Linked DNA regions of Mus musculus: region 2 is linked to region 1. The links are chromatin contacts, called in public HiChIP or PLAC-seq maps. All regions are on one chromosome and are shown on one strand. The core of a region is the stretch at or near the end of the contact, and the rest is flanking DNA. Distances in the headings are between cores, read along the strand shown. Region 1 has its middle 9.6 kb from the start of Gm22307. Region 2 holds the start of Mrpl15 (mitochondrial ribosomal protein L15).

Region 1 (4,223 bases), core at 1,058-3,557:
GTTTGTGTGCAGATCTGTGTAGATGTATTTTAACTTCTCTTAGACTGAATTTCTGGCCTGAATATTATATGTATGTTTAACTTTTCAAGAATGTGTCTCTGGGACTGGAGAGATGATTCAGTAGATATGAACATTCCCTGCTTTTACAGAGACCTGGGTTTATCTCCTAGCACCCACATGTAAGCTCACAACGGTCTGTAACTCCCATTTCAGGCAATCAACAACCGTTTTGGGTCTCATCAGGCACTATATGCAAGTGATGCATCTACAGATGCAAGACAAAACATACATATAAAATAAAATAAATAGTAAGAAATTGTTTCCAACATGGGTATACCATTTTTCATTTTCATCACAAATGTATCAACATTTGTTTCACACCACATTTTCTCCTAATTTTAGGAAAAGAAAGGTCATGTGAACAACAGTAAGACACCCCATCATAAAACCAAGAAGAAATGCTGTAATACCCCCAACAACTGTAGAAACATTCATTGTTTATATATAAATTCCAGTCTAACTAATACCCCAGCATTTAGACTAAACCTTGCCAGCATGTCTGAGTCTCAGCTTTCTTTATGAAGATAGAACTTTAAATGTTATACCTAAGTATCCTTTCAACTCCACTTAGAAAGTTCAAGAATATGTCTGATGTTGGGCTGAAGATATAGCTAGGTTAGTAGACTATTTGCCTATATTTACAAGGTTCTGGTTCAATCCCCAGGACTCCACAAACTGGCTATTCTGACTCTGCTTATAAATCTCTTGGGAGATTGAAGTAGAAATTCACGGTCATCTTCAGCTACATAGTGAGTTGGATACACAGCCTGGCTACATGAGATCCTGTTCTGCCTGATGGCTATAAGACCAGAGAGTTGTTGAACATGAGAGCATGAAAATTGTTATTTTTCATCTTAGCCCTAATGTTGTAGTCAGAAGGTGTAGCTGAAACTTGCTAATGAGATTGAAAACAATGAACTTACACAAATCCCTTAGCTTCTGTTCCTTGGCAGCTAGTTTCTATTATAAATTATAAATTACACGCACACTGTAATGCATGCTGTGGAGGAGGATGTTCAGGTGTTTTCATCTTTGAGTGTTTTCTTATGAATAGACAGACTAGACCCAAGTGAATTTCTGGGTTTTCACAGCAGGCAAAAGGGGAATGCACAATTGCCTTACATAGGCTGGCAATTTAAGAGTTATTAACTGGACTGTGGAATCTTATTGTTTTTTGTTTTGTTTTGTTTTGTTTTTTTCTGAGACAGGGTCTTTCCATGGAGGCCTGGTTGGTTTGGACTGTGTTTTTAGACCAGGATGTTCTCTAACTCACAGAGATCTGCCTGCCTCTGCCTCCTGAGTGCATACAGCTCCACTACCCAGCTGGACTGTACTTGTTTGTCTCGAGAACGTAAGTTCTCAAGAAAGTAACGATACTTTTCACTTAAAAATGGTGTTTAAGGTGATTAAAATGTATTTGTTATCTGTATGTGTGTAGGTATGTATGGGTGTGATCTGTGTACACAGATGTTCATGCTTTTATGTGCCCTCACAGGTGAGACATGGGGTGTCCTTCTCTATCAACCACGTTCTTCTACTCATTTAAATCAAAGTTTCTTGCTGAACCTGGGCAGAGGCTGGTGGCCAACAAGCCTCAGCAATGCTCTTGTCTTAGCCTTTCCTTGACAGCACTGGGCTTACAAACATCTCTGGACTCTGGAGATCTGTATTGAGGTTCTCATGGATAGATTATTAAGAAGTTTATTACATGCAGATTTTGTGCTATTATTTTTAATTAGGTGTATGTAAAGGTGTATATAGGAGTGTGTGCTTGAATGAGAGGGCCTGGGGAGCTAAGAAATCTAAGATCCCCTAGAACACGAGCTATAGACAGCTGTGAGACAGGAGTTGGGAAACAAACTATTTTCAAAAGCAGTAAGTGTACTTGACTCTTAAGTCACCTCTTCATACTCAGATTTATTACTTTAAGAACAAGTAAGCAGCTATTTTAAAACATATTCTGTTTCAATTTCTAATGTAGTTAATATGAATAGTTGTGACACACATAAGCAACATATTTGGTGGTCTCGTCATTTTTAGGGTGTGTAGGGTCTTTGACTCCCAGGGACGCCACACTGACCTCATCCTTTCCGTAACACACATGCCTCCTACCTGAAGGTTGTCCTGTGATTACCTACAGATTCCAGATCTCAAAGTCCACCTTACATTTACATTCCTTATCTTACTCCGTCACCCTTAAGCCTCTGACATTGTTGTCCACTCCCTTCCTGAAAACCTTTCTCCCTTTGATGTGAAGACAGTAAACCTCTCCGTATCTCTTCCTACTTTCACGACTTTCCAATCTTCTGTTTGCCCCTTGCCCTGTCAAGGCTCCGACCTAGGTTTTCTTTTCCTTTACCTTATACATGTCCCCTGGGCCTTCAAGGTTTTGTCTCTAGCTATATCCAGTGATTTCCAAGTGTGGCTTTGTTTCATGGGCTTTATGCCACCATTTCCCAATGCAGACTGACACCCAGCCAGCAACCTAAAGGGAAAGTGCCCAGCTGAACACATGAACTCTCCCTCCCTAAGTTCACTCTTTGACTTACACGCATGTTTTGCTCAATGTTATTGTTATGTATTTATTAGGAAACACATTTATTAGGAAACACAATAGCTTTTGAAAACAAGCTTGTGAAATTATCTTTGGTGCCTCTTTTTCCTCCTAATTGCTTACCAGAGTTTTTGTTCGAGCCCCCACAATTGTCATTGCCCTTTGAGCATTTATAATACTTTCAGCCCCCCTTGTGACCTGCAGGATAACACCTACACTGCTAACCAGCTGTAGTTCCTTGGGATCCTTTGGTTGTCTTGTTTTAAGCTGTCTCCTACCATTTCTACTTTCACTGTTTCTCAGACACACCTTTGACTCTGCTCTCACCATGTGGCTTTGGAATGTCTGTTTCCCTACTGTCAGAGGATGCACCCTGTGTATCTTTACTGCATCTTGTTTGTTCCAAATCTCTTGTTAAAGGTCAGCTCCTTTCTGAGGCCTCCACCCTCTAAGCACAATGCTATTTGCTTGCTTTCCCGTCCCCAAACTCCAGAATCACTTCATATCAGCCTTTATCATATCTCACTGTACTCTGGGTACTTATTTGCCTGTCTAATTCCTCTCTGGACTCTGATCATTGAACTATCTGCTCAGTGACTATCTTTGGCCACACCCTCTCATAGGCATGCAATTTGATTAGTTGGGTGGGTGGGGGTTCCTTCACTTTCTCTCTGAGTTAGCTCTAGACCTTCATCTCTCTCCATTTCAGACACAAAGGATGATAGCCCAATCACGAAGTGCAAAAATCATCAAAGAAAGATGCTAGTGATGCAGCTGAAATGAAGTTTCCCTCTCACAGACAGCAGAAGATTGTTCCTTAAACTCCTGTCATTTGCTTCCTTTTGTATATTAACAGTGTGAAACAAGATTTAGAGGCGGAGAAAAGAGACTCTGGATGAAGAATTCCTGGGAAAGAAAGGGAAATCAGAAGAGAGAACTGGGAAGAAAGCACCAAAGATGTGGGGGAGATGTGCACAAACAGGACCAAAGAATGGTGGCTTTACTACAAATTAGGAGTTCTGGGGAAGAGGAGATACAGGAACAAGAGGGGACCCAAGCACCATGCAGCTTCCAATTCTTTTCAGAGTTCAAGCTCAAGCTGGCTCTCTGACATTGTCTCCAAAACATGTGTGCCCAGTGCACGTGTCCATTTATGCCTTCCCAGGAAAGGACTTGGAGGTCAAAAGGCCTGGGCCCCACATTAGAAGAGGAAGATATGTTTCAGGGTCAAGGTGCTATCTTAGGAAGATGTCCAACTGATAACCAAGTTGTGATGAAGCTACTCCAATAATGACAGGTTTGGCTGCAAATATTGATGAGATATCTATAGGCCTCTCTATAATACTTGGTTTTCTTCACCTGGGATATTTCTGTGGATTTTAATAACTAACAAATTCTCACTCATGTCAAAGATCAGAAAGAACTCCTTTTCACAGAAAACATAAAAGATGGAAGTCTGCTTGTGCCAGAGTACTGGGTTGTCCTCTGATCACACACAGGTATGTGTGTGCTCATGTGAATACACACACACACACACACACACACACACACAATGTCAAAAGTATTACACTTAAGGATTTCAGCAGAACACAACTTCCAAACATATATT
Region 2 (3,950 bases), core at 1,387-3,886, 250 kb before region 1:
TGTAAAGAGAATGCTCCAGTGTCCTTGCTTTAGTTGGTAAACAGATCTGTGTGCTTTCCCTTAATATTGCTTTATTACAAGTGCTCCTAAGGATTGATATTTTGACATATAGGTAACTTAGATTCTAGGCAGTCCTTGATCTGACCTTGGGAATGGATAGCTAAGTCACTGCCCTACACAGGAATTTACCATTATCTAGGAAAAAGGAACCAGAGTAGATACTTAGAACTATAGATAGCTGAGTTACACCCATACACAAGTATTTACAATGGCCTAGGGGGAAGGTGGACTATACAATAGACTAGAGTAGGAACTATGGCAAGGCCACAAAGCCCTTGCCCCTGGCTTCTAAAATTAAGTGGACCTTAGATGGAGCTGTTTTTGATCCCAGTTGTTTGTTTTTTTTTTTTTTTTTTTTTTCGAGACAGGGTTTCTCTGTGTAGTCCTGGCTGTCCTGGAACTCACTTTGTAGACCAGGCTGACCTCGAACTCAGAAATCTGCCTGCCTCTGCCTTTGATCCCAGTTGTTAACATTGAATTTTATCCCAGTTGGTTCCTGCCAGTCCTTCTGTGTTTGCATTCCTGTTTTTTGTAAGAATCCAGTAGCCTCTTTGTACCTTGCAGGTGTGTCACACAACTTCCCTATTTTCTTCTGTATAAAAAGTTTGATGCTCAATTTGACAAATTACATTCAGATCCACACTCCCTTGTGTAGAGTCTGTCAATTCCTGCCAACTCCTTGTCCACCTGCAACCAGAGACCTGTTCCACACAGACAGTGACCAAAGAGAGTCTGTGGCACTCTTCAATTCATTCTCATAGTTTTCTATGCTTACTATGTTGCATATGGGACAAACAGCATACAATTGGCTACAGACCATTTCCACTATGACTGATTAATATTAGTGACATCACATAAACCATACAATAAAGAAAATGTATCCTTACAAGAAATGCAACACAGTATTTTGGCTTTCCTCAATTTCATTGGCTTGCATAGATAAAAAGGGGACATGTGGGGAGCACTTCCAGAGTTAATGTTGGCTGAGTTCTTGCTTGTAATTAATCATGAATGAGTCTGCTAACATGCTTTTGCTTTTAGTTAAGACATGCATTATATCCTGCCAAGTTCCTCTGCTTTTACATATGTCCTTGAGAGACTGTCCAAGCCTGAAGGAAATGGCCTTAGTCAAACATGGATAGTGTGTACCATACACTTATCACATAAATGTTCATGTTCATTGTTTAACTTCCTGGAATTGGTCATGCTTTCTGTTGCTAGCCTTTAAAAGACACTGAGAAAGTAAACTTGCTGCTAGTGGTGGTATTGACCTGTAGCCCTCCCATATCTGTCTCTTCCATCTTCTTTTTGCCTTTCCTATAATCATCCTCATACCCCAAGTCGTGGTTTCCATGTTGAATGACCAGCAGGCTCTGGCCCCAGGCCCAAATCCATGGTTTTGAGTAGCTCACCCCGATATCTACCTTATGTGTAACCTGTTGGAACATGTGAAAGGGCTAGCTAGTCCTGCTGATCCAGAGCTGCAGGATCTCAGTGACCTAGGACAATAGCAGGATAACCGAATAGAGTCCCTGTGAGGATCCAATATTGGTGTAGCAGAAGCCAGAGACCTAGAACCAGACCAATGACTCATTGCAATGTACATTTGCAAGTAATAATGTATGGACAAAAGGGTATACTGTAGGACACACTGTGACACACGACAGCTTCACGATGAGGTTTCCTAAACTTTATTTTTATTTTGGGGGGGGGGGGGTTTGCAAGGGCAAAAAGGACGGAGGGATTGTGGATCTGGAGTGTATGATGTGAAATTCACAATGAATCAATAAAATAAAAATAAAGGTTTATTTGAGTTAGAAACAGCTGCTTATTAAATTGTCTCACCTTCACTATATAACTGATAGAGCTTGGTAGGAGCAATTCTCCAGCAAGACAGTGGAACGGAAAAAGAATATAAAAATGAACACATTGTTTTCTATATTACTTGTATTAAGACAAGTTTTAAAAATCATTTAATTTGGAGAGTTAAATATATGTTTGGCAGTTTAAGTTCATTAGCTTTGAATCCTATCTATACCATCTGCTGTGACAGCTGGGTCGATCTGATAGGCATAAAACCACACCTCGCTTCTAGCGTGGTTGTTTATATGAATCTAGTAAGGCTAACTTTAACTCAGTTTCTGGCATACCCCAGGAGCTAAGTATGCCCCACCCCCCATCGTTAACTGCAAGGCACGCTATTAGGTTGAACCTAATTAGACAATTAATTCTAGAGCCAGGCACTGTAACAGTTGAATTACCAGAGTCTCAAAGCTTGAACCTGTTCACATCATTTTGGATTACTTTTCGCTTCATGAGGCCCCACTTTTACCGTACAGCGTGTTCAGTCATTACAGGGCAGAAGAGAACAGTTTTCGTTCACAAAATGGTACCAAAGCCAGAGGATAAAGCATGATCTCACAAAAGTTGATGCAGTTCCCCGAAGTAAAAAGACATCAAGCCTGGAAGCTGGAAGACATAGCCTACCGACGCGGATGCGGTCGCTCTGCAGCACGACAGGGGCGGGGCAGTACGGCCGCTGCAGCGCGACAGGGGCCGGGCGGAGCCGTAAAGCAACGCGGAGTCTACGCCGCTTCCTGGGCGCCCTTGAAGCACCGCGGGTCATGGCTGGCACGGCGCGCGGCTGCGGGACCAGCCTGGACCTGCTGCGGTCCTTGCCGAGAGTGAGCCTGGCCAACCTGAAGCCCAGTCCTAACTCCAGAAAACGGGTAAACGCTTGGCGGCGGTGCGGGGAGTGCAGGGGCCGCGTCACTCTGGCGATGGACGCGTGCGGGCGCCTGGCTCCCTTCCGCGTGCGCCCAGTGTTAAGGATGCTAAGCAGGCGGAGGGTACACACTCGGGAACTGCAGACGATTCATCCAAAATTGCGTTTAAACTGAACTGCTTAGCAAGTGCCTATCGTCGTTATAAAAATCCCAGTGTTTTTTCTACATTCCAGCTGGCCAATGTGCAACCCAGGGTGCAACTAGAAAACTGTTGTGGGTCGGCTGCTCGGCTTTTACAGTAACTTAATATACGGCTTTTTTTTTAGGGGGGGGGGCGGTTGACAAAGTCAATTAAGGGAAAGATGTTACGGAGTTAGAGAACACCGAAAGACTACCCGACTCTATCCAGTTGTAATTAGCCAATTTTTTAATGTTATAGTGCAGCCAACCACAATTCCCCTTAGGCCCAGGTTAAAGGGGTAGAAGGTGGAGGGCTTTGAAAGGTCGCAATTACTTTATTTCTGGGGAACTTACAGCTACATGAGGAACTTTACCGAAGCAATTAATCATTTCACATCAGTTTTACAATTCTGTGGAGGGGGACAAGTTGCCAGGAGCTTATCTTTTAGGAATTTAGGAAATTAGAATGTGTCCCTAGCAAAAATTGGAGTTTTCCTTAGCCATATGTGATCTAATTACATATTTACGATTAATTTAAAAATAAAACATTTAATGTCACTCAAGCCTCGTTTTGGCTGTTTAGTTCTAGGATTTTCTTTTTCCGTTCCAGCTGCTTTTTCCTGAAGACTAAATTTAGGCCCTTAGCTTGTTTGTTCAAGCACACTATACCACTGAGCTGTAATCCCAAACCCTTTCCCGATGCCCTCTCACCGCCCCCCCCCCCCCCCCCCCCCAGGGTTTCTCTGTAGAGCCCTGGCTGTCCTGGAACTCACTTTTTAGACCAGGCTGGCCTCGGACTCAGAAATCCTCCTGTCCCTGCCTCTCGAGTGCTGGGATTAAAGGCATGCGCCACCACATCTGGTTCCCTTTCCCGATTTTTAAATGCTTTATTCAGAGACAGACTCTCAGAAAATTGGGGGTTGCTGGCCTTGCCCTTTTTTTGTAGCTTAGGCAGGCCTTGAACTTTGAATCCTCCTGCCTCAA

Evidence for each region. HiChIP or PLAC-seq counts read pairs in DNA pulled down with a chosen protein or histone mark.
Region 2: a contact with region 1 is called in an H3K27ac HiChIP or PLAC-seq map of extraembryonic endoderm stem cells. The contact joins the promoter of Mrpl15 here to the enhancer-like site in region 1. A contact is called at or near these places in 5 of 39 promoter capture datasets (the HPC-7 cell line, cranial neural crest, liver and 2 more), 1 of 484 Hi-C or Micro-C datasets (embryonic fibroblasts), 3 of 115 datasets of contacts at active chromatin or transcription factors (extraembryonic endoderm stem cells, large pre-B cells and stem cell-derived neural progenitor cells) and 2 of 9 other capture datasets (liver and pancreatic islet).

What each region holds. Positions count from the first base shown.
Region 1 is chr1:4,536,530-4,540,752 of GRCm38.p6, reverse strand. No RefSeq gene overlaps it. Among named protein-coding and RNA genes, the nearest start is that of Gm22307, 9.6 kb to the right of the region's middle. Within about 2 kb of position 2,307, at least 18 of the 459 cell types and tissues checked have an H3K27ac peak or open chromatin away from gene starts, as enhancers often do. A contact at or near this core is called in extraembryonic endoderm stem cells, where this site is marked.
Region 2 is chr1:4,784,412-4,788,361 of GRCm38.p6, reverse strand. Mrpl15 (mitochondrial ribosomal protein L15) reads left to right here and starts at 2,636. Exons shown (of 5, transcript NM_001177658.1): 1 at 2,636-2,789. The coding sequence starts at 2,685.